Regions from separate parts of the Sus scrofa genome. Here all the other regions are linked to region 2. The links are chromatin contacts, called in public Hi-C and promoter capture Hi-C maps. All regions are on one chromosome and are shown on one strand. The core of a region is the stretch at or near the end of the contact, and the rest is flanking DNA. Distances in the headings are between cores, read along the strand shown.

Region 1 (5,626 bases), core at 522-3,021, 150 kb before region 2:
GAAAACTTGAGTGGCGGGGATAGAAGGTGAGGAAGAGACAGGAGAGGAAAGGCAGCAGGTTTTGTTCACTCTGAAAAGGGGTTTGAACTTGACAGTGGGCAACAAAGACTTGTAGGGCAGGACTGAGGAGGCTGAACTTTTGTATGGGACTCTGCCTTCCCTGTAAGACAAGAAGAGGAGCAGGAAGATGAGTTGGCGGGACGGCGGTCTGGACCAAAGTGGCAACAGTACAGGTGGAGAAAATCAGATGAATGTGAAAGCCGAGGAACTCAAAACATCAGTGCTGGGAATGAACTGGATGGGGGGTGGGGGTCGGTACAGGAGAGGAGGAATCAAGCCGGACCTGATGGGAGTGACAAGGGTGGCTCTTAGGGCCATTCACTGAGATGAGGAAGTTAGCAGGAGGAGCTGGTCTGGACACGCTCATCACGTGAGCTGCCCACCCAGGCGGTAACCGAATACTCAGATCTAGAGCTCCAGAAGGAGGTCTGGGATGGGCCTGAGGGGCACCTTGGAGTGGGAGAAGGTCTGGGAGAGTGGCTCGGAGACCACCTCGGCCCGATCCGCTGCGGATCCGCGCTCTCCCTCCAGATGGCACTACAGCACCGCGCTTCCGAGGCCCGTTTTCCCAGCCGCGTGCGCTCCCCTACCCAGTGTTCTGCTGCTCTCGGGACATGCCAACTCTAGGTCGTGCCCTCCTCCCTGGGCAGGATTTAGCTGGGGATTCAAACCCAGAGCGGCCTCCAGGGAGCGTGTCCCAAGTCGTCCACGCGGCTAGCACATTCTTGGCAACTCAGGGGCCTCAGGACTGGTGACGTGGTTGGTGTGACCACCTGTCCCTTGGGCCGCTTCCAGTAACCAACGTGGGCCACGGGTGTAGGGGAAGGACCAGATAGGCAGAGCCCGGAGCAGGGATGTACGGAAAGAGGACCACCAAGTCCAGACACCCGACCCGCTAGGAACGGAATTTCCTGTCCCCGGGGCCATCACCGCGTGGGGAGCGTGTCGCGGACCCTTTAAGGCTCCATCTCCCTGCCACCACCACCCCGCCCGGGACAGGCCAGGACACCGGGGACCTGACATTTGGCGTCTCCCAACGTAGGAGCTAAAAATAACCGCCGTGGGTTACTCTAGGCCATTGGCCCGCACCCACCCCGCGCGCCGCCTCGCGCTGTCTCGGGCCGCCCGCGGTCTCAACCGGGCAAGTGTACCTGGCCCATCTCCTCTCAGACCCCGCGGTTCCGAGCCAACGCGCAGGGCTTTGAAGTCGCTTCTCCGGCCCCCAAGCTTGGCAAGTGGGCGGAGTCTTCGCACTTAAGGCGACGGAGCCGCCAGGTCTCCCAGGACCCTTTTCTCAAACACTTCCCGGCGGAAAGCTGGCGGGAACCGAGGGGCGTGTCTCGCCGGGCACGCTAAGGGGCGTGGCCTCGCCGGCCAACCCGACGGCTGGTGCCAAATTCCCAGCCCGAGCTCAGGGAGGGGCGTGGCCTTCTGGGGTGTGCGGGCTCCTGGCCAATGGGTGCTGTGAAAGGCGTGGCCCTGGGGGCTGCGGGGGCTGCTCCTCGGGTCTTTTCCCCCCAAGCCAGGCTCCACCAGATCCCTGGGAGCTACACTCTGGCTCCTCGGCTTGTGGCTGTGGGTCCGACCCGGCCCGCCCTCCGTACTGCGCTTCGGGACCCCCGTCGCCCCTGTGTCCTTCTGCCCGCCAGGCTGGGGCCACAGACCCCCAGTCGCCTCTCTCCGGTCTCCGGCAGCTCCTGCGCCTCCAGCTCCTAAGACAAGATGCCGTCGGGCTTCCAACAGATCGGCTCCGAAGTAGGGCTTAACATTCAGGGGCGGGATGGGGACACGGGTCCCGCTTTTTCTCGGGCTGGGGTCGCAGTTGGGGTCAGCGAGGGGGCGGTCCTTGCGCAGGTGCAGGGGGTGGGGTGGGGGACTGGCTATTTATACCCGGGGCTTGACAACCCGTGACTGTCGAATTCCAGTCCCTCGTGGAGGCAGAGTGGGTCTGGGGGAACTTTCCGGGGCAAGGACTACAGCTGCATTCCGCGCGTCCCAGGGTTCGCCCCTCCTCGCGCTGCGCGGGGATCGGGGACACCCTGCATTCAATCCAGCTTGAGCAAGCAGACCCCGGCGGGTCTTGCCCTCCAGGAGCTGTCCGTTTGTCCCGGCTCGACCGCAGTTTTTCGAGGACCAGAGGCTTCTCCGTTGGCCCCCACCCCCACACTTGGCAGTCCTCCTGGACGCTGAACTTTCCCTCGGCCCCGCGGTTGGTGGAGGGGTAGAGGGGAGTGTCGGCCCTCCCTCCTCCAGCTCAGGTTTCCCTTTGGAGACAGTCTGTGCCGCCAGCGATCAGCCACCACCACCACCACCACCACCGCCCCTCACACCACCTTCCCGCCCCCATCCCCTGGGCAAGTCTCTCCCAGGCGAGAGCCGCCATGGCCCCCTGCCCTTTGTCGCAGCTTAGAGGGGGAAGGGAGGCTGGGGCGGAGACAGAGACGGCCACAAGGCTGGGAGGAATGACCGCGATGTCCTTTTAGGAACTGCCCTTCTTGAACCTGTTGGGGGCTTCCAGGAGCCGGCTGCCAGAACCCCCAGGGAGGAGGGAAGAGGACAGAGGCTGCTGATGATAATGCACTTGTCACTTTATAAAGCCAGTACAGTTGGGGACACAATTAACATTCAATTTTGATTTTCACACTTTCACTGACACATAGACAAAGCAGGCAACATCATCCGTATCTCCCCAGTTCTCCACAGTTCAGAGAGGGGAAGTGACTTACCCAAGGTCACACAAAATCTGAACTCAGGTCTTGTAAGACCAAGGCTGTCCCAAGGTCACAGAGGAATTGTGAGACCCAGGTCCTCAAACATTTCTCTGCCTGCTGGACTCAAACATCGGTCCCCCCCCCCCAAGCCCAGCTGCCCGCAGGTTCTTCCCGCTCTTGTTTACATTGAGATCTTCAAGGGATTCCTAATAAGGTCCACTTTCCTCACCCAACGAGCTGGATGGAACCCAGCACCTTAAGGCTCCTGCTGGGCCCAGGCCTCAGAGGGAAGGAAAGAAACCACAATTCCACGTGACATGTCCCCTCTCTGCTTCCACCTGCCCAGGATGGGGAGCCCCCTCAGCAGCGAGTCACTGGGACCCTTGTCCTCGCCGTCTTCTCCGCTGTGCTCGGCTCCCTGCAGTTTGGCTACAACATTGGGGTCATCAATGCCCCCCAGAAGGTGAGGGGCCACAGCTGGCAGAGTGGGGTTCCCAGACAAGGCGGGGGAGGAAGGGGGTGAGCAGAGAGGGACAAGTCTGCAGGCATCACTCCTGTGCTCCCCCCCCCGCCCCCAGGTGATTGAACAGAGCTACAATGAGACGTGGCTGGGCAGGCAAGGGCCCAATGGACCCGGCTCCATCCCACCAGGCACCCTCACCACCCTCTGGGCTCTCTCCGTGGCCATCTTCTCTGTGGGTGGCATGTTCTCTTCCTTCCTGCTTGGCATCATCTCTCAGTGGCTGGGAAGGTATTGGACTGGAGGGCAAGGCTGGGGGAACAGGAAGGGAGCCAGAGCACAGCTGCCCTCTGACGGCCCCACTCTTTGCGTGCCAGGAAGAAGGCAATGCTGTTCAATAACACCCTGGCAGTGCTGGCGGGTGCCCTCATGGGGCTGGCCAAGGCGGCTGCCTCCTACGAGATGCTCATTCTTGGACGGTTCCTCATTGGCGCCTACTCAGGTACTGAGGGCACTGCAGCCCCGCCCAGTGCCTTGCCCTCCTTCGCTGTCCCTGGGTTTGGGGGTCAAAGTGGGCAGCCGCCTGAGAACCTCCCTCCTTCCCTCTGCCCAGGGCTGGCATCTGGGCTGGTGCCCATGTACGTGGGGGAGATCGCCCCCACTCACCTGCGGGGTGCCTTGGGGACACTCAACCAGCTGGCCATCGTCATTGGCATTCTGATCGCTCAGGTGACTGGGCCTGGCCTCATGGGAGGTTAAGGAGGGGTGGGGGTGGGGCTCTGGGGAGGGCTGAACGGCCCACCCTCTCTCCCTCCCGCCCTTCTCCCGCAGGTGCTGGGCTTGGAGTCCATGCTGGGCACTGCCACCCTATGGCCACTACTCCTGGGCATCACAGTGCTGCCTGCACTCCTGCAGCTGGTCCTGCTGCCCTTCTGCCCAGAAAGCCCCCGCTACCTCTATATCATCCGGAACCTAGAAGGGCCCGCGAGAAAGAGTGAGCTCCCGGGCCGTCCTGCTGTAGCACCTGTCTTCCTCCCAGGCCCCCTCCCTGTCCCCTCAGGCCTGACCCTCCTCGCCTCCAGGTCTGAAGCGCCTGACAGGCTGGGCCGACGTGTCTGGAGCGCTGGCTGAGCTGAAGGAGGAGAAGCGGCAGCTGGAGCATGAGCGGCCACTGTCCCTGCTCCAGCTCCTGGGCAGCCACACCCACCGGCAGCCCCTCATCATTGCAATTGTGCTGCAGCTGAGCCAGCAGCTGTCGGGCATCAACGCGGTACATACGTGGCAGCCTCAAGGAAGGGCAGGGGTTAGGGGAGAGCCCGAGAGAAGGGAAGAAGAGAGCAAGCCCCTCTCCATTAAAATTCAGGGTCAAGGAGTCCCTGTGGTTCAGAGGGTTATGAACCCGACTAGTATCCATGGGAATGCGGGTTTCATCCTTGGCCTTGCTCAGTGGGTTAGGGATCCGGCGTTGCCACGAGCTGTGGTGTAGGTCACAGAGGCGGCTTGGATCTGGTGTGGCTGTGGCTGTGGCTGTGGCTGGCCGGCAACTGCAGCTCAGATTCAACCCCTAGCTTGGGAACGTCCATGTGCCACAGGTGCAGCCCTAAAAAAAAAAAAAAAAAATTCAAGGTTAAGTCCAGCTTGGCACAGCCGCAAGGGAGCAAAGGACACCCCTGCCATGGTCTTTTCTTCTCGTCCACCTCTAGGTTTTCTACTATTCAACCAGCATCTTCGAGACGGCGGGGGTGGGGCAACCAGCCTATGCTACCATCGGAGCCGGTGTGGTCAACACAGTCTTCACCTTGGTCTCGGTAACTGCTGGCCTCTGGAAGGGCCCCCACTGTTGGCCTCACATCCCTGGGCCCTGCTCTTGGTTAGCCCCACCCACCCAATGCCTCCCACATCTCGAGCCCTGAAGGCCCCCTTGTAAGCCCCGACTCTCCCCACAGGTGTTGCTGGTGGAACGGGCTGGGCGCCGGACACTCCATCTCCTGGGCCTGGCAGGAATGTGTGGCTGTGCCATCCTGATGACTGTGGCTCTGCTTCTGCTGGTGAGGCCTGGGGAGAGGGAAGGGACCAGCGGTCCAACTCATGGGAACTGCCCCAAGAGGCTCTCTTAATACATGCCTTCCTTGGACCCCTGGAAAGTCATGTGCCAGGACCACGCTCCCTAGGGACCCCTGGCCACACTTCCCCTGCTCTGGGAAGAAGCCGTAGCACGATCCTGGCGGCCAAGGAGGAGAGCCCCGGTGGAACCTCAGGAACATAATTCCTAGGGACCCAGCTCTAGGACCCAAGGGGAATCACAGTCATAAGAGCTGAGAGACCGGAGATCCCAGAGTGGCTCAGTGGGTTAAGAACCAGATATAGTATCTGTGAGGATGCGAGTTCGATCCTT
Region 2 (5,834 bases), core at 822-3,321:
CAGGTGGTGCCCGCTGGCAATGCTGCCACTGTCCGCAAAGGTTCTTCCACGGTCTGCTCTGCTCTCCTCGCTCTCTGCCTTGAGAGCCAGCGTCTCAGCGGCTACGACTGGTGTGGCTTGTTGGGCAGCACCCTGGGACTCATCATCATTGTGGGACCTGGACTAGGGACACTGCAGGAGGGGACCACGGGCCTCTACACCGCCCTGGGCTATGTGCTTGCTTTCCTGGGCGGCCTGGCACTGTCACTGGGGCTCCTGGTGTATCGCTCCCTGGACTTCCCCTCCTGCCTACCGACAGTGGCCTTCCTGTTTGGCCTGGTGGGGCTGGTGGGCTCCGTGCCAGGCCTCTTTGTGCTGCAGACCCCCGTGCTGCCCAACGATCCTCTGAGTTGGAGCTGCGTGGGAGCAGTGGGGATCCTTGCCCTGGTCTCCTTTGTGTGTGTGAGTTATGCGGTCACCAAGGCCCATCCCGCCCTGGTGTGCGCCGTCCTGCATTCTGAGGTGGTGGTGGCCCTGATGCTGCAGTATTACGTGCTCTATGAGACCGTGGCACCTTCGGACATCATGGGGGCAGGGGTCGTGTTGGGCAGCATTGCCATCATCACTGCCCAGAACCTCAGCTGTGAGAGGGAAGGGCAAGTGGAGGAGTGAGATCGAACCTGAGAGCCTGGGGGTGGGGGGTGGGCAGGGGTAAATATAAGGAAAGACTGGAATACAAACATGTGAAAGAACTGGTGTGGGAGAAGGACACCCCTTGGAGTCAAGGGTGACCCGGGGACTTGGTAGGAGGTAGGAAGGGACTACCTAGAAAACCTGGAACCAGCCTGGAGATCAACATATTTGGAATCTAGGCTGGGGCTTGGGATCAGGGCAGAACTAAGGGGTGACATCTGAAGAGCAGATCAAAGGGGCTGAAGCAGGTAGGCCATGAGCCACTGGGAGGATTTTTCCCTCGGCAGCAGAGAGAGAAGAGCACTGGGGCTGGAGTGACTGGGGCTTTCAGGCAGATCAAGCAGCTGTGCTGGCGGAAGGGAGTATGCCTTTTTTTTTTCCCCTCTGAGCGTTGGTTTCCCTTCCTCGTGGTTATGCTCCCCCCTCCCACCTTGGTGTGGTGACGTGATATTGACATCAAACAAGGATCACTCTGAATGTGGCTCTGCAGTTGGTGTCATCTCTGCTTTGGAAGGACAGTGGAAGTCCTACCCCCTGCTCTTATTGGAGAATCCCTTAGGATCCTCACACACCTCTACCACCATCTTATTTTTGAGATATTCTAGAAGGGGGAGGATTTCCTCATGTTCAGAGGCTTTGACCCCGAGTTCCCCAGGACTTCTGCGTCCCGCCCCATGGCTAATCTGCTTTTCCTGGATTGTCGCGGTCCCGTGATCTCTCCCGGATAGTGGCCAGCGTCCTTCCGGAGCAGGCCTCTGAGCTGAGGCCTCTGGCAGCGGCGCAGGCCGGAGATCCTAAACCAGAGCCCCGGACAGCGCTCCGTCAGAGGCCTGGAAATGTCCACTCGTCTCAGGAGGCCGCTCGACATATATCAGCTACTTCCGGACAAGCAATTGGCCTCGCCATCTTGACCTGTTCTTGCATATTCAGCGCGACTACTGCATATTCATGACCAAGGACGGCCCCCAGCACTCCCCCCTTCGGGAACCTACTTGGGAGGATCCGACCGGCCCCGCCTCCTTCATTACCGATTCTCAGAACAGACCATTTTCCAGTGAAGGGGGTGACATGAATGAGAAACTTTGGCTGAAAATGAAACCTCACTCGGAACGAGAATAAAAGCGGCCTATATTTACCCTTGATCCTTTAAACCTTAAACCTCAGTGTAGGAGGGAGGAGGGAGGGGAGGCGACGGGATAAAAACCGTTCCCTTCCCCCTTGTCATTTCAAAAGGTCACCCCAACCAGGGAGCCGGGGAGGGAGGATCAACGCCTCAAGCGCGCGCCCCGTGCACGCCGGCGCAGGCGGCCCCGTAGCGCAAAGGAGGGCGGGAAAGGAAGGGGCGGGGGAATGCCGGGGCGAATCTATAAAGGGCGTCATTCGGCCGGTTCGCTCCTCAGAAGCGCCGAGAGCGCGGCCGGGACGGTTGGAGAAGAAGGCGGCTCCCGGAAGGGGGAGAGACAAACTGCCGTAACCTCTGCCGTTCAGGAGCCTGGTTACTTATTTATTCGTTACCCTTTTTCTTCTTCCTCCCCCAAACCTTTCCCTTTCCCCTCCTCTTTTTTTTTTCTTTTCGGGAGACGAAAAACCTCCGGAAAGGCGGAGGAGAGCTCCTTTCGCCCCTTTTCGTTTCCCCGCCTACTTCCCTCCCCCACCTTTCCCTCCTCCGGCTTTTTCCTCCCAACTCGGGGAGGTCCTTCCCGGCGGCCGCCCCGACGGGGTCTGAGCACCTAGGTGGAGGCGGCGCAGGCTTTTTGTAGTGAGGTTTGCGCCTGCGCAGCGCGCCTGCCTCCGCGATGCACGGGGGTGGCCCCCCCTCCGGGGACAGCGCATGCCCGCTGCGCACCATCAAGCGAGTGCAGTTCGGCGTCCTCAGTCCGGATGAACTGGTAAGCGGCTCTACCCTCCCACTCTTTCTCCCTCCCGCGCTGCGGGCGGAGCTTGACTGCAGCTGCGGAAACTTGGCGCTGCTCGCTGGCCCAGCGTGGCTGGCGGGGCAGATGGGTTAGCGGCGCCAAGGCATTGCAGAGTCCAGCTTCCCGGCCTCCCCAGAGTTAAGTTTTCCTAGGGGTCAGCAAGCTTAGCGCTGTTCCGGGCTGGGGGCCTGGCCGCGAGAGGGGCTGGAGGGTGAGAAGGAGGAAGAGACCGACCTTAAACGAGATCACACGGATCCTAGGGGGCCTTCGCAAGTTTGGATGAGAAGCCGAGCCCCAGATTTTTTTCCCTCCCCCTTCTACATGTATTAATTGAGCACCTGCTACGTGATAGACATAACAGACGGTGGGGACGCCGAGCCGAACAAGACAAGGACCCTGCCTCCTAGAGCACATTCTTTGGGAAGGGGCAGGGGAGACAGCCAGTAAACACGAATAAATGAATGAGCAAGATCATTCTGTGAATGGCAAGTGCCTTGAGTGAAGTGAAACGGTTTAATGCGATGGAGAGCCATCGAGGGAGAGCTACTTTGGATGGGGTGGTGTCAGGGTCTGGGAAGGCCTGTCTGAGGCGGTGACATTACCCAAAATATGAGAAGCAGCCAGTCTCTGGGTCCATGGATTCTAGGACAAGAGCTCTTTAGGGAGAGGAAAGAGCAAGTGCAAAGGGCCTGAGGGAGGGATTAACTTGATGTGCCCTGTGGGCTGAAAAGCGGTCAGTTTAAGTGGGTGAGGAGAGTATTATAAAATGGGCTGGAGGAACTCCAGCGTCTAGTTTACATACTTCTGGTCAGCAGTGTTTGGAATAAGCGAATATTGGGTGTCCATGTTAAAAAGAAAGCAAAACATCTTTTTTTGGAGGAAAAAATAAAATGGGCCAGAGAAGCATGAGGTGGGACAGGCCAGGTGGGGTGTCGTCAATTGTGGTAAAGCATCTGGATCTCATTCTCTTTTTTCAGTAGGAAGCCATTGGAGAATTATAAGCAAGAGAGTGACATCGAGTTTACATTAAAGAGAAAAAAAAAAAACTTACAGGAGTTCCCGTCGTGGCTCAGTGGTAACGAACTTGGCTAGGAACCATGGGGATGTGGGTTCCATCCCTGGCCTTGCTCAGTGGGTTAAGGATCTGGTGTTGCCATGAGCTGTGGTGTAGGTAGCAAATGCCACTCAGAGCCTGCATGGCTGTGGTGTAGGCCCAAAGCTGTAGCTCTGATTTGACCCCTAGCCTGGGAACTTCCATATGCCGCAGGTGCGGCCCTAAAATATATATATATTACTATCTTGGTTGTCTTATGAAGAACTGACTAGTGAGGAGGGCTAAGGATGGAAGCAGGAGAGACCAGGGAGGACGTGGAGCTGTTGGTGACTTGGACTCCTTCCTTTGTGGAGTGAACTGAAGGAAGCCTTTTGGCTGGAGAGACTGGAATTGAGTGGATGGAGACGGTTTTGTCCAAGGAAGAGGCTCAGCTGTAGGAGAGTTGTGTCAGGAGTTAGAATCTCCTGAACTCACACCTCTTAGGATAAATTCCAGATGGAGTCGAGGTTGAAATCTGAAGAACAAAACTGGGGCGTTCCCATTGTGGCTCAGTGCACCCAAATCCAACTAATAATCATGAGGATTCAGGTTCGATCCCTGTCTTCCCTCTGTGGGTTAAGGATTCGGCGTTGCCCTGAGCTGTGGTGTAGGTCGAAGATGCAGCTTGGATCCCGAGTTGCTGTGGTGTAGGCCGGCAGCTATAGCTCCGATTCGACCCCTAGCTTGGGAACTTCAATATGCGGGTGCGGCCCTTAAAAGTGGCTCAGTGGAAACGAATCTGACTAGGAACCATGAGGTTGCGGGTTTGATCCCTGCCCTTGCTCAGTGGTTTAAGGATCCATCGTTGCTGTGAGCTGTGGTGCAGGCCGGCAGCCATAGCTCTGATTTGACTCCTAGCCTGGGAGCCTTTCTATGTCGCGGGTGCGGCCCTAAAAAGACAACAACAATCTGTAAAGCACTTGAAAAATATAGAAGCCTTTGGGGGGGGGGCTGATACCAGGGCAGACACCTTTAATAGTCAGTGAATTATAGGTACGTTTTTGTTCAGTGCCTGTTATATGATAGGCACTGAGCTCAGGATTTTATCTTCAAGGGAAAGCAAGGCAGATTTCACTGCATGAGACTAAGAACCACCTCTGTTTTATCAGAGACACCTGGGCAGCTAAAAAAATCGATAGGGACTGTGAACCAGCTATAATGGAAAAAATAAAAATCATTATAAAAAAACTGGGAAACAATATTTGTAGTGTGATGGACAAAGGGACAAGGTTAGACTTCTTAATAAACAAGGAGCACTTAGGAATCAGTAAGGAAAGGAGTTCCTGTTGTGGCTCAGTGGAAACTAATCTGACTGGTATTCATGAGGATGCAGGTTCGATCCCTGTTCTCACTAAGTGGGTCAGGGATCCGGTGTTGCCCTGAGCTGTGGTGTGGGTGCCAGATGCGGCTCAGATTCCGTGTTGCTGTGGTGTAGGCCAGCGGCTGTAGCTCCGATTCGACTCCTAGCCTGGGAACCTCCACGTGCTGCAGGTGAGGCCCTAAAAGGCCAAAAAAAAAAATGAAGAAGGAAATCAGTAAGGAAAGCACACATCTAGACAAAAGGGTAAAGGATACGCATAGGCAGTGCACAAAGTCCTGCAAATGGCCAATAAAAATATTCGGCTCACTAATAAAAACATGCTGATGACAATAAAAATTTTTCTTTAATATGATTTTGCCCTGCTGACACAAATATTGGGAACTGGGCACGCTGTACGTTTGTTGCTAGGAGGAGAAACTGGTATGTAACCAGAGACGGTTCATTTGGCCCCTTGAACGTGTCCCTCCCCCGTCTTTCCTGGTTCAGCAAGCAAGGCATGGCTCCACCACTCATCCAGTGGCGGAGGCCCCACATCGCAAAGCCATCTTTTTGATTCTTTCTCACAACCTCTGTTCTGCCAGTCTGTCAATGCTGCTCTTCAGAACATGCGTGGGATCCGGCTTGGGATCCGGCTGTGTCCGGCGCCGTCCTCTCTCCTGTGGAGTGCTTGCTGCAGTAGCCCTAACCCCATTTGTTCTTCCTACCGTGTGCAGAACAGCTAGCGAGGTCTTTTAAGCCTGTCTCTTCCCCACGTAGAATTCTCTTCAAAGGATCCAGGCTCCTCACTCTGCTCCGCAAGGTCCTGTGTTAGCTGGCCCTTGCCTGCCTCTCC
Region 3 (5,809 bases), core at 2,449-4,948, 210 kb before region 2:
AAGGGGCTGGACTCAAAATTCCTTCTAGAAAAGAAAATGCACAGGCCCTAGTTCTCCGCCAGTGGGCGCTATGGCCCATTAAGACCCTCCCCCATCCCCCATTTCCTTTTTCCCTCCATTTTCCGTTTCCCCGTTGCCTGGCAACTCAGCAATCAAGGACTTTGCTGTCGCTTAGCAACCGTCTCCCTGGAACTTAGAGCCGAGGTAGGAGGTTGTGCTCTGATGAAATCTGAACAGGCCTCCATCTTAGGAAAATTGAGACGTCAGATCGCCCAACCCCCGGATTCTCCCTTCCAAAGACCCCTGCGCCCCGCAGTTTCTTAGACAACAAGCCCCTCAAACCCCGTCTCCTTTCGGCACATGGGACCACGCCACGCCCCTACCGGGGCAACCCCGCCCTCATTTCGGGCCGGTTACCCAGCCCCAAGGCCCCGCCCCTTTTCGAGGGTAATTGCCCGCCTCCCTGGATGGAGTACGCCAGACCCCGCCCACCTGCCTCTAGGAGACCACGCCTCCGTCCACTTCCCGCCCATTCGCTCCCCCGGCCTCGCCCACACTGTCCCTCCGCCCCGCCCCAGTCGGCCAATGAATGAGGCCATTGGCCACACTGCCCCGCCCCCGGCGTCTTAGCTTGCCCAATAAGGACCACCCGGAGGGTTTAACCGCTTCGCCTCCGGGACTCTGGCCAAATGCCCCCGGTCTTTCCCCACTTTTCCCCCCTCCCCCACTTGTTCTGCTCCGCCCTCCGCCACCCTCGCCCGGCCCTCAGGCCCGCCACGCAACTTCAGTCGTCGCCGGTTACCATGGCAACGGCGGCAGCAGCGCGGGGAGAAGAGGGAGGGACGGGGGCGGAGTGGGAGAGAGAGATGTTCAGAGACAGAGAGACACCGGCAGAGAGATAGGCACGGAGTAAGACTAAGTGATAGCTGTAGAGGCAGAGCGAGCACAATGCATAGGGTCCGGCACAGAGTAAGCAATCAATAAATGTTCCTTAAATTACTGCGGCAGGAGTCTAAATATAGGCAGTGAAAGATGGAGGACTCAGATGGAGCTGGGAAGCTCAACGACCGCAAAGCATGAGCACCCTCTACCCCACCCAGCATTTGGGGGGGGACGGACAAGTGCCATGTGCCCCCTGCTGGCTCCTCCTAGGCTAACCCTGCGCTGCCCTGAATAGAGATGAACCACAAGTCCCAACAGCCCCACGGGCAGCAACCCTCTAACACTGAGGGAACTTGTGCCTCAAGGCCTTGTGGGACTTGAAGTCCCCGCCATCCCGAGACAGACAAGTTTTGCGGCCAAGGAATGTGGCAAGCCTGGGTCTCCACGCCTCTGTAAAAGCCCCAAAATGCATGATCCTCTCTGCGTAAGACTCCTTCCTTCGGGAATGCTCAACCCTGGGCTCCATCGAAGAAGCAGGGTTCTTGAAGGAAGACGAATAACCCCCCCACCCCCCGTCCCAGAATAGCTGCCAGTGCAGGCAAGCCCCTCACCCTCGCTGGCATATGTGTGTTCACGTGTTGGAAGCAGAGCCCACACATTCCAACTGGCTTTCCGTATACACCTGCACATAAGGGACTAGAGCCAGGGAGCCTAAGGCTAAGGGGCAGGCTACGGGCAGGAGACCACCGGGGAAACTGAGGATCAGACAGACATTAAAGGAGAGCAGCCCAGAGAAACTGAGGCACAAAAATCCACGGAAACTACAGGGGATGAGAGGAAGCAGCAGCATGGGAGAAAGCCCAAAGCCCGCAGAACAGGGGATAAGCAAGTAGCTCTGGAGAGGGGGTCGGGGCTGGGACCTAAAGGTCCTCCGCTCCCAGTCGCCTCTGTCCAAGCTCACACATGAGCGAGGCATGTATAGACGCATGTGTACACACATGTGTGAGTTTGTGGCAGGGAACATGTGTGTCCTCAGCTCCCTCCCCTGAGAATCTGCAGTTCCCACTAAATATAACCCCCTCCCCAGCCTGTGACTCACCCAGACCCCGCCTCCCCGGCCCCCACTTCCTGTCCCACCCCCCAACCCCCAGCTGCCTGCCACCCGCCCAAGCCTCCCTCCACACACCAGGCATCCAGCCTCCCAGTCCCAGAGTCCTAGAGCCAAGACCAGGGTATTCTGCATCCCACCAGGAGCTTGCTAGCTCTGCCAGCCAGGATCTCTGGCACTCCAACCACAGGGATAGCCTTGTACGGATCTTCCCGGCTGCCAGCCCGGCCCTCCTCTGACTCCTTCTCACCCCAGTAACCTTAAATCCAGGTGTCCTCCCCCACCTTTATCCCAAGGGTCAGGGGTAACAGGAACATCCCCTCCACCTGCTCTTCTCCCTCTTTCTCAACCAGGGGTAGATATTGTGTGGGAGGAGATGGGGGTGATGGGCATCTGCCTGGGCCACCCCCAAATTCTGCACCATGCACCTGGTCCCCCTCCTCAAATCCCCTCTCTCCCCAAACCTCTCCTCCTCCTCCTCCTCAGGAGCTGCCAGCCTCAGCTGCTGCAACCTTCCACCACCCAAGGGAGCACCCCCAATCCTAACCTCACCTGGTCCCTTCCCTCAGGTGATCCTATGTCAGGCCCTAGCTCGCTGACAACTCCCAACTATCCCCATTCCGTAAGCTGGAACCCTAAATTAACTGCTCCCCCAAAATGAGAGCACCCCCAAATGTATCTACCACGAGACGCTTCTTCTATAACCTGAAGGCCTTCCCCTTCCGTGCCAGCTGACACCCCCAGACCAGTCAGGCCCTCACAACCAGTAACCTCCTACCCCCAAGCCAGGAGCCCCCCTGAAATTGGACAAGACACCTGCAGACCAGTTTGTCTCCCAGGGGAGAAGGGGACCCCCCACGCAGAGCCCCTCTTCTAACACACACCGGGCAGGACTCCCATGTGAGCCAGGCTTCTCCTTAAATAAGTCTCCCTCAAACATCACTGGTGAAGCTCAGAATCCACCAGCCCCCAAGTCACAGAATACCCCCTATTTTCCATTTCTCCCCAGGTACAAAGGGATCACTCCAGGGGGCACCTGTGGCCAAACCCAGCATTTTCTCAGCCGTGAACCCCCAAACTAAATTATGACCCCCAAATCCATCTTCGGATGCTCTCACGCCAGGGCCCCCGGGCGGCAGATTAGGCCTGACAAACCCCTCCCCACAAACTCTCACCCTCCCCCCAGGTGACTGGCCCCCCCATCACGGCTTACCTTGGTTGTCACTATACAGAGACAGTCCATGTTGGGGGGCCTGGCCGCGGCGGCGGGTAAGGGGCTCTGACTTCATCGGAGTTTCGTTCCTCCCCTCCCTGGGTTCTCACCCCTCCCCCCTCCGCACCCCACTTTTGCAGGGGGGGCCAGGATGGGGGGAGGGGTGAGAGGGGAAAGAGGGGGTTGGAGAAGGGGAGGGGAGGGGAGCGTGGGAGGGAGGGGAAGGGGGCCCTAAAAGGGGGTCCCCAGTGGAGGGGAGGGGGCTTGGGGAGCACACCCCGATTCTCAGGAGGGGCGGGGGCACCGGGGGCTGGCAGCCCCGGAGTTCGGGGGCTGGGGCATGAGCTGAGGTGGGGGAGGGGAGCTGGATTTCGGGGAGCCCCGGGGTAAGGGGGGGTCTTGCCTAACGGCCAGGGGCTCGGGGCCGTGGCGGGGGAGTGGGGTGGGGGGGTCGGAGGCGGCAGCGGCCGAGGGAGCCGTGGAGCCGAGGAGGGAAGGGGAGAGAGGAGGAGAGAGGAAGCAGGGGGAGGGAGGGAGCGATCGAGGAGCAGAATGGGGGGTGCCTTGGCAGGCTTAACTCCTTCCGCGCTGGCAGGAACCCGGATAATGGGAAAGGAGATGGAGGCAGGAGCGGAGAGGCCCTGAGGCCAACATGGAGGCCTGGCCAGAGCCACCAGCGCTGACAGCAGAGCCAGGGAGGAGGAAGCAGCCCGAGATGGGCTGGGAGCCGCCAGGGTGGCGGGGCCGCTGGAGAGAGGCTGTGCTCGGGGCAGGCAGGGAGGGAGGGCCAGGCACGAGGGAGTCCCTGGGGGCCTCAGCTCCCTCAGACGCACAGGAGGAAGCCTCAAGAGTGACTGAGTCCTGGACCCTTTGGGGCCTGCAGCTGGGGCAGGTGAAGAGGGGGCTGCAGGGGCGCCTGACTCCGGCCGTGGTCCCAGGGCCCCCAAGTCTCAGGGTAATAGTAGCAGTGCTTTGCGCACCCCTCCAGCCCTGCCTGCTCCCTCGGGAAGTCGGGCCCCCACCCTCACCCCCTTACCTGGCTCTCTGAGATGGAAGCCTCATAATAGTCCAGGATGTCTGTCACAGGAACAGAACCACCGAGTTACCTCGCCCACCCCCTGCCTCTCTGGCCGCCCCTGCCATCACCTCACCTCCGTCTGCCCGCTAAGGGAGGAACCCCTCCAGCCCGGGCTGGTGGACGCTGATGGAGGACCCCTGCCTGGGGCTCCTGCAGCTACCAAAAGATCTCCAGACTCCCAAGCAGCCCCCAGGCCAGCCCTTTCCACGGCTGCCCCTCGGAAAATCGGGGCTACTCACCCAGCAAGGCCTGGAAGAGGTCACTGTGCAGCACCGTGAGGAGAGGGGGTGCCCATCGCAATAGTGGGGGGGCCAGGAGCCAGAGGGCTGACCTGGGAGCTGGTGAAATGCAAATGAGGGAGGATTGGGACAAGGGAGCCAGCCACGAGGCGCCAACACATTCACCTCCGCCTCTTATCTCTGCTCTCTCACCCCAGACTCTCTGGAGAGGTCCAGGACAAGGACCCCCAGGCCCACCCTCTCCCCCCAGGCCTCTCCTTCACAAGGACTCCTGTTTTTCACCTCTGGGTCCCTCGGACATCTCTCTCTTCTCTCACTTTAATCTCTCTAATCCCCCCAGGGTCAGAGGAGCTGAGCTGCCTCCTCCCGACCCAGCTGGACCTGCCAGGCAAAGCAGGCAGCCTCCGACCCGCCCGCTGTGCCACCACCATCACCATCTTCCTCCTCACACCCTGGCCCCTCCCCAAAGCCAGGTGTGACCCCTCCACTTTCCTGAAGACTGGGCAAGGGGGTCAGCTGCTCCCACAGCTCAAAAGGAAAGGAAACTGTCACTCTCTTCTGGGCCTGGCCCCCGTGAGAATGGCAAAGGGGCATAAATTATCTGGGACTTCTGGACCCAGGGTTAAACATGTTTGTGTGAGAGAGAGAAAGAGAACCAGACCCGACAGGGACATGAGAATTCCTACGGTTCCTCTGGGGCCTGGGAAGAACCCATCTGCCCAGAGGCCTGGCCTGAGCACATGGTCTCAGCAGAGAGCAGAGGGCGGAGACAAAGATGTTCAAGGTCTCAGCGGACCCACCTGGCTTCCTTCCTATTGTCAAAATTTAGGTGTTTCAGGAGCTCCCCTTGTGGCTCAGCGGTAATGAACCTGACTAGTATCCCTGAGGGTCAGGTTCAATCCCTGGCCTTGCTCAGTGGGTAAGGATCCGGCATTGCCATGAGCTGTGGTGTAGGTCACAGATGCGGCTCGGATCCTGCTGTGCCCTGTGGTGAAGGCCAGCAGCTATAGCTCCGATTTGATTCCTAGCCTGGGAAGCTCCATATGCCGCACCTGTGGCCCTAAAAAGCAAAACGAAAAAGCTGACGTGTTGCTGGAGTTAGGGACTACTCCTAGGCTTCAGGAAAACATTCCTGGGACACCCACCCCACATCCACCTTGAGTCACCCGCCCCGCCATTTCACTCCCTTCCGTGTCGGTAGAGACCAATTTGATGAGACACCGCAAAGAGTCGTCTTTCCACGCCCCTGCCTCTGGCCTCTATCTTAGGCTTCTCTCTTCTCACCTCTC
Region 4 (6,115 bases), core at 596-3,095, 170 kb after region 2:
CATGAAGGACAAAAAAAAGGTAGAGGGGGTTAACAGCCCCTTGCAGCAAGCAATAGGAACCAGTTTAAAAGACCTTTTCTCTTTCTACTTCCCTCACATCGGGTGAATAGTGGGCTGTTCCGAAGAAAAGAAACCGGAAATGCTCCTGCGAGTGGCAGAAATGTAAATGCAGAGCCAAACAATAACAGGGCTCCCGGGCCTCTCCGGCCGGGTTACTCCTCCGAGGCTTCGCGGGCAAACCTCTTGTTTAGCATGTCCCATTTCCACAACTGACAGCCTTTAAATGGACTTTCTCCATCCTGAGGCGCTGAAGGCCAGTTGGAAAGTTCACTCAAGAAAGGACAAAGGTCCGGAAGTTAGCACCTTGGACTTCCCGGAGCACTCCGGATAACCACTTCGGAATGGAGTCCAGGGTTCCACTGGGATGCCATACGCACTAAAATCTCGAGCCATAAATCCCCAAAGTTCCAAGATCCCAAAGCCTCGGACCTTGATGCTTTGTGTGTCTTATTAAGGGCTCCCCCACACCGGGTACTGAAATGGGGTGGTGGCGGTGGTGGGGAAGAACCCCTTAGGCAGGCTCAAGTTTTCCCCAAAGCCCCACTACCCGGCGCAGGTGTTCAGCTTTTTAGTTCGGTTGGTCCTAACATCCCTATCATCTACACTCAGGCCTCCCAACATTGCATTCCTCTGTTGATGCCGCTAGAAGAACTTCCATTTCCCCCCCCCCCCCAAATCACTAAATCTTTCGCTCCACCTCCATCCTCCTTTCTTCTGAGCTGAAAATACACAGACCCGAGAGCCCATGACTCATAGAGTATTCATCAGGCTCAGTTAAGAGCTTACCCGAAGCTCAGGAGAGCGTGTCACTGTCCTGGGATGCACGCTCGAGACGGGACGTCAGGTGACCCCGGAGACCAGCAGCTACCTGCGCCAAGGATGGTGGCCCTGGACTTTTGAGGAGCTCAAAACTTTTAGCGCCAGTCCGAGCACATGGGAGGGGAAAATCCCAATCCCAGCAACCATCGCGAGACTCCTGGCACAAAGTCGCCATGACAAGTAAGGGCAAGCAATTACCCTGCGGGCGGTGGCGACGGACGGAGGTGGTGAGGGTGAGGGGAGTCAGGATTCCTGCTGTGTTGGTTTTGTAGCTACTGACAGTTTGCGGTGAAGAAATTCGACAACCCAGATCTGTGAGAACAGAATTGGTGGAAACCATTTTGAAAGACTTGTCCCCGAGTCAGACATGAAGGTGAAAGAAAGACAGCCTTTGCACCTTTTGCCTGGAACTCTGCTCTCCCAGATGGCTGGATAGTTCCTCATTAGCTAAAATGTCAATTTTTAGGAAGACCTTCCTTAATGTTCCAAGCTAACGTATTCTCCTAGTTACGTTGTATCACACTGTCTTGTTTAATTTCCTTCCTAGACCCTATCACGTTTTGAAATAATTTGTTCCTTGCCTTCAATACACAGCAACCTAAGCGTTAGGAGAGCAGAGACCTTGCCTACTATCTTATTCATTCTTGTCTTTTCCAGTACAGTACTGGGTAGCAAAGAAGAGCTCAATGATAAATATTTATTGAATGAATGAAAAGAGACGGAGGTCTGAGGAGTTGAGATGCAAAACAGGTTCAAACCCCGTAAAAACAAATATAGCGCTCGCGCCCTCTGCAGGTGGGGAGGGGAGTAGGTGCTTGAAGAATGATAGCGCGAGGAGCTCAGACACATCTCCCTGACTCAGAAGCTCTCGGACTACAAGTCCCAGCAGGCACTAGGAGATTCAGGACTGGAGGGGAACGGTAACCCGTGACCTGTTACGTCCCTGCCCCGCCCCTCTTGTGGGTCGCCCGCGAAGTCTGATCCGGGATGCGGAGGTCCAATCGAATGGTGGGCCCAAATCCCGCGAGAACAGGTGGCGCGTAGCCACCGACAGGGCTAAGGATCGCCGAGCTCTCCAACATTCCTGTTCGCCCGCCTCGCCTCGCGAGGCCTGGGGGCGGGGGGCTGTTTTCTGTCCTATCCCGGGAGCAGAAAGAAGGCACTGCTGGGTTTCTCCAGTTCTGCGTCCGGATCCGTGCGAACTTACGGCGGTCTCTGCCGTTCCGCAGGCCCGGCAGCTGGTAGCCGGCGGGAAGAGGATTGCCTGGCCGCGGCCAATGTTTGCCGTGCTTCCTCTGCAGTATGAAGACCCCGGAGGCGCCAGTGTTAGCTCCGGACTGCCTTCCTTCAGACCAGGCCCCAGCTGCAGCCCGTCTCTCTCCTCAGGCTTCCTCGATGGATAAAAATACGAACCCTGAACAGACGCCACCGCCACCCGATGGGGATGATGCGCCCCGGATATCCCCGGATCCTGGAGCTGGCTCGGCCGTGTCCCAGGAGCTGGGGGAAGGGGACCCAGCTTCTCTCTCCACTCCGTTGGAAGCTGAGTTTGATACTCCTAGTGAGTTGAGCCCTCGAATCGAGGAGCAAGAACTTTCTGAAAAAGTGAGCCTTCCTGCAGAAGAAACGAACAAGCCAGAGTTGGGGCCGGGAGAAGACATGGAAGATGTGTCTGAGGAACCCGCTCCAGAGGATGAGGGATACACGTAAGTGCTGATGGCAGTTGGCTCAGGAATCTGAGGAGGTTGGAAATGTGAGATATATCTCATCCGCCAGTCCTCAGCCCCACTTCTCCAGGCCCATTTCTCCTTGGCTTTGGCGACCCAGGTTTGTCTTCCCCATCTTCCTTCCAGCACTTGGAACTACAGCTTCTCGCAGCTACCCCGGTTTCTTAGCGGTTCCTGGTCAGAGTTCAGCACCCAACCTGAGAACTTCTTGAAAGGCTGTAAGTGGTAAGTAAGGATGAGGAGGGGGCTCACCTCTGCCACAGGTCTGCTCAGCTCAAGCCCAACACTCGCAAGATACAGGTCTATCCAGGCTTCTCTCTCCTACTCCTAGGGCCCCTGATGGTTCCTGCATCCTGACCAATAGTGCTGATAACGTCCTGCGGATTTATAACCTGCCCCCAGAGCTGTACAGTGAGGGGGAGCAGCTGGAATACGCAGAAATGGTAAGGGTAGGGACTAACTGCCCCTTCCTCAGCCAGGGCACTTTTAAGTCCTGCCTGTAGATGGAGAAAGTACAGTCCACATGTTTCCTGTCACAAACAGGGTATTTTTTCACCGTGAGTTTCCACAGGTAGCATTTTCGGCCGTCAGTTCCGAAGTCATTTAAAGTGATATTTGGCTTATCTTTCATTAGGAATATATGTTTTCCATAAAGGAGTAGTGGATTTCTCTCCGTAGTTTTTAATTGACTTTCAGATATTTATTGAATGACCACTAATATGCCACCTACTGTGTTTGGTGTTGGGGTGAAGTGATGAACGAGACAGATGAAGAACTGGTTTGCTTTCTTGTGTGGGAAACATGTTACCCAATAAGCAGTCAAGTTCATTATTGAGTTTAACAAATACCATGAAGGGGTATTTGTTAAATACCGCAATGGGAATGAATCCAGCTAGGAACCATGAGGTTGCAGGTTCAATCCCTGGCCTTGCTCAGTGGGTGAGGGATCTGGCATTGCCGAGAGCTGTGATGTAGGTCACAGATGCGGCTCGGATACTGCATGGCTGTGGCTGTGGTTATGGCCGGCAGCTGTAGCTCCGATTCGACCCCTAGCCTGGGAACCTGCATAGGCCACAGGTGCGGGCTTTAAAAAAAAAAAATATATATATATATATATATACCGTGAAGGAAGTAAACAGAATGAGGAGAGATTAACCAGAGGATACCACTTTAAATAAAGTGGCTGGGGAGGAGTTCTCTGAAAAGGAAACATTTGAGCTAAGACCTGAAGGATGACAAGATCGGCATGTGAAGAGGTATAGAAAGAGTGCTCCACAAAGAGGCAGAGATGTGGGAATTCCCGTCGTGGCGCAGTGGTTAACAAATCCGACTAGGAACCATGAGGTTGCGGGTTCGATCCCTGGCCTTGCTCAGTGGGTTAAGGATTTGGCGTTGCGGTGAGCTGTGGTGTAGGTTGCAGATGCGGCTTGGATCCCGCATTGCTATGGCTGTGGCGTGGGCTGGCAGCTACAGCTCTGATTCGACCCCTAGCCTGGGAACCTCCATATGCCGAGGGAGCGGCCCTAGAAAAGACAAAAAAAAAAAAAAAGAAGGGGGCAGAGATGCTACAACAACCCAGAGAACCCAGAGCTGGGAAAGAACTTCATGTGTTCAAGGAACAGAAAGAAGGCCACCATGCCTGATGCCAGATCTTGTGGGTGGGGCCTTCGGAGTGCCTCTGGGAAGCCATGGGAGAGTTTTAAAAGAGAAGAGTGTTGGGAGTTCCCATTGTGGCTCAGTGGGTTAAGAACCAGACTAGGATCCATGAGGAGGTGGGTGCCATCCCTGGCTTTGCTCAGTGGGTTAAAGGATCCGGCGTTGCCATGAGCTGCACGCATAATTCGAAAATGTGGCTCAGATCTGGCGTTGCTGTGGCTGTGGTGTAGGCGAGCAGCTGTGGCTCCAATGTGAGCCCTAGCCTGGGAACTTCCATATGCCACAGGTGTGGCCATAAAAAGAAAAATAAAAAATAAAAGAGTGAAATGATAGTTGAAGTTTATTTACTCATTTATTTTGGCTGCACATGAAAGTTCCCAAGCCCAGGATTGAACCCGTGCCACTGCAGTAGCAATGCCAGATCCTTAACCACCAGGCCACCAGGGAATTCTGATGGACTGTGAGTGGTCAAGAGTGGAGACTCTGTTAAGACGCAGTTTGTCATAGTCCAGGCGAGAAACGATGCTGGCTTGGGCTGGGGTGGCATCAGGAGAGAGAGAGATGGGTGGAGTTGAAGTATATTTTGTGGGACTGCGAAGCCAGTGGGGTGGATGGAGATACAGTTCACTTGGGAAGTGAAGAGCTCTTGGGATGGAAGTCAAGGGTTTTTAGGTCGCGGCAATGTAAATCTAAGGGGAGACTTTGAGAAGGGTGCTCGGGATGTAGTTTGGGAGTGGGAGAGCATCTTGTGGCTTGAGAGTGGATTCAGTCTTGAGAGAGAGCATAGATGGAGAAGGAGAAGGCTCAAGCAGAGCCTGGAATGCTCCGGCGTATGGAGGAGGGTGCAGGAGAAATTACGAAAGTGGAGGCACAAGTCGCATTTTTTTTTTGTTTTTTGCTGTGGCTGTGTGGCAAATGAAAGTTCCTGGGCCAGCAGTTGAATCCACGCCATAACAGCACCCCAAGTGGCTGCACTGACAATGCAGGATCCGTAATTCTCTGTGCCACCAGGGACCTCCAGAGTCACGTTTAATGCTGTTGAGAGTGGGGGCAAATTTATAGAATGATCCAAGAAGACATTAGTGACCTTGACCAGAGCACGTTCAGAGAAGTGATGGAGGCAGAAGGCAGTTAGGGTGGGTGGAGAGGCAATTCTTTGGAAATGGTTTCCTATGCTGAGAAGGGAGCTGAGAAATGGAATGGTGACCAGTGGGAATGGGGGGGCCCAAGAAAGGTTAACGAGATGCTTCTGTGAGGTCAGGAATAACCCACAGAGGGGAGGAATTGCTGCTGTGGGAGGGAGGCAGGGTGACAAAGCACCTGCAAGGCTGGGTGAAGCCAGGATCCAGAGCACACTGGAGGACGAGGCTAGACTTTGACAGGCGCAGAATCTTTCCAGAATCTTTCCTCACGGTAGGAAGAAAGGCAGAGGTTTCGTTCAAGGCAGCTGTTTGGTCATGGGAAGATTTGGGTGTCTCTGTCTCTTGGCTTCTCAGTGACGCATAAAAGGAGGTTATCAGCTGAAAGAAGAGGATTGTGGGGAGAGAGCCAAAGGGCTTAGTCCCGGGGTGGAAGAATCAAAAGTACCGAGAAATGCAGCAGCCCTGTCACACTTTGCTTAGTGCCCACTAGAAATTTGTTGTATCCATTTAAAATGAGAGCAGTTAGCATGGTTGTGCATCTTTTCCCAGGAGGTTGACTGTAGTTTCTCTGTAAAATGAGGATAATAACTCATCCACCTCAAAGAGTTGTGGTGAGAATTAAAAGAATTAGTTCTGTCGGGGCTCAATGGTGACGAACCCGACCAGTATCCATGAGGACCCGGGTTCGATCCCTGGCCCTGCTTAGTGGGT

The links. Promoter capture Hi-C pulls out the DNA fragments that hold promoters and counts their contacts. Hi-C and Micro-C count contacts between places; a contact is called where the count stands out from the background.
Region 1: a contact with region 2 is called in a Hi-C map of liver, with 6 times the contacts expected there. The contact joins the promoter of SLC2A4 here to the promoter of POLR2A in region 2. A contact is called at or near these places in 1 of 5 promoter capture datasets (fetal liver), 6 of 47 Hi-C or Micro-C datasets (embryonic fibroblasts, liver, retroperitoneal adipose tissue and 2 more) and 2 of 2 datasets of contacts at active chromatin or transcription factors (alveolar macrophages and skeletal muscle).
Region 3: a contact with region 2 is called in a promoter capture Hi-C map of fetal liver, with 2.3 times the contacts expected there. The contact joins the promoter of DLG4 here to the promoter of POLR2A in region 2. A contact is called at or near these places in 2 of 5 promoter capture datasets (fetal liver and liver) and 1 of 47 Hi-C or Micro-C datasets (liver).
Region 4: a contact with region 2 is called in a Hi-C map of liver, with 7 times the contacts expected there. The contact joins the promoter of WRAP53 here to the promoter of POLR2A in region 2. A contact is called at or near these places in 8 of 47 Hi-C or Micro-C datasets (blood, heart right ventricle, liver and 3 more) and 2 of 2 datasets of contacts at active chromatin or transcription factors (alveolar macrophages and skeletal muscle).

Annotation. Positions count from the first base shown.
Region 1 is chr12:52,626,975-52,632,600 of Sscrofa11.1, forward strand. SLC2A4 (solute carrier family 2 (facilitated glucose transporter), member 4) reads left to right here and starts at 1,772. Exons shown (of 11, transcript NM_001128433.1): 1 at 1,772-1,815; 2 at 3,118-3,234; 3 at 3,350-3,522; 4 at 3,609-3,733; 5 at 3,845-3,960; 6 at 4,063-4,225; 7 at 4,314-4,501; 8 at 4,935-5,039; 9 at 5,178-5,279. The coding sequence starts at 1,783. It also overlaps a transcript of CLDN7 not described here.
Region 2 is chr12:52,777,762-52,783,595 of Sscrofa11.1, forward strand. It overlaps POLR2A (DNA-directed RNA polymerase II subunit RPB1), which reads left to right and starts at 2,072. Exons shown (of 31, transcript XM_021067825.1): 1 at 2,072-2,561. The coding sequence starts at 2,469. SLC35G6 (solute carrier family 35 member G6) reads left to right here. Exons shown (of 3, transcript XM_003483096.4): 3 at 1-1,814. The coding sequence ends at 651. LOC110256108 (cytochrome c oxidase subunit 6C-like) reads left to right here and starts at 5,088. Exons shown (of 1, transcript XM_021067829.1): 1 at 5,088-5,834.
Region 3 is chr12:52,570,323-52,576,131 of Sscrofa11.1, forward strand. It overlaps DLG4 (disks large homolog 4), which reads right to left and starts at 3,699. Exons shown (of 20, transcript XM_003481294.4): 1 at 3,204-3,699. The coding sequence starts at 3,233. ACADVL (very long-chain specific acyl-CoA dehydrogenase, mitochondrial) reads left to right here and starts at 3,199. Exons shown (of 20, transcript XM_021067809.1): 1 at 3,199-3,259.
Region 4 is chr12:52,952,829-52,958,943 of Sscrofa11.1, forward strand. WRAP53 (telomerase Cajal body protein 1) reads left to right here and starts at 1,846. Exons shown (of 10, transcript XM_003131944.4): 1 at 1,846-2,585; 2 at 2,733-2,831; 3 at 2,938-3,049. The coding sequence starts at 2,182. TP53 (tumor protein p53) reads right to left here and starts at 958. Exons shown (of 11, transcript NM_213824.3): 1 at 847-958.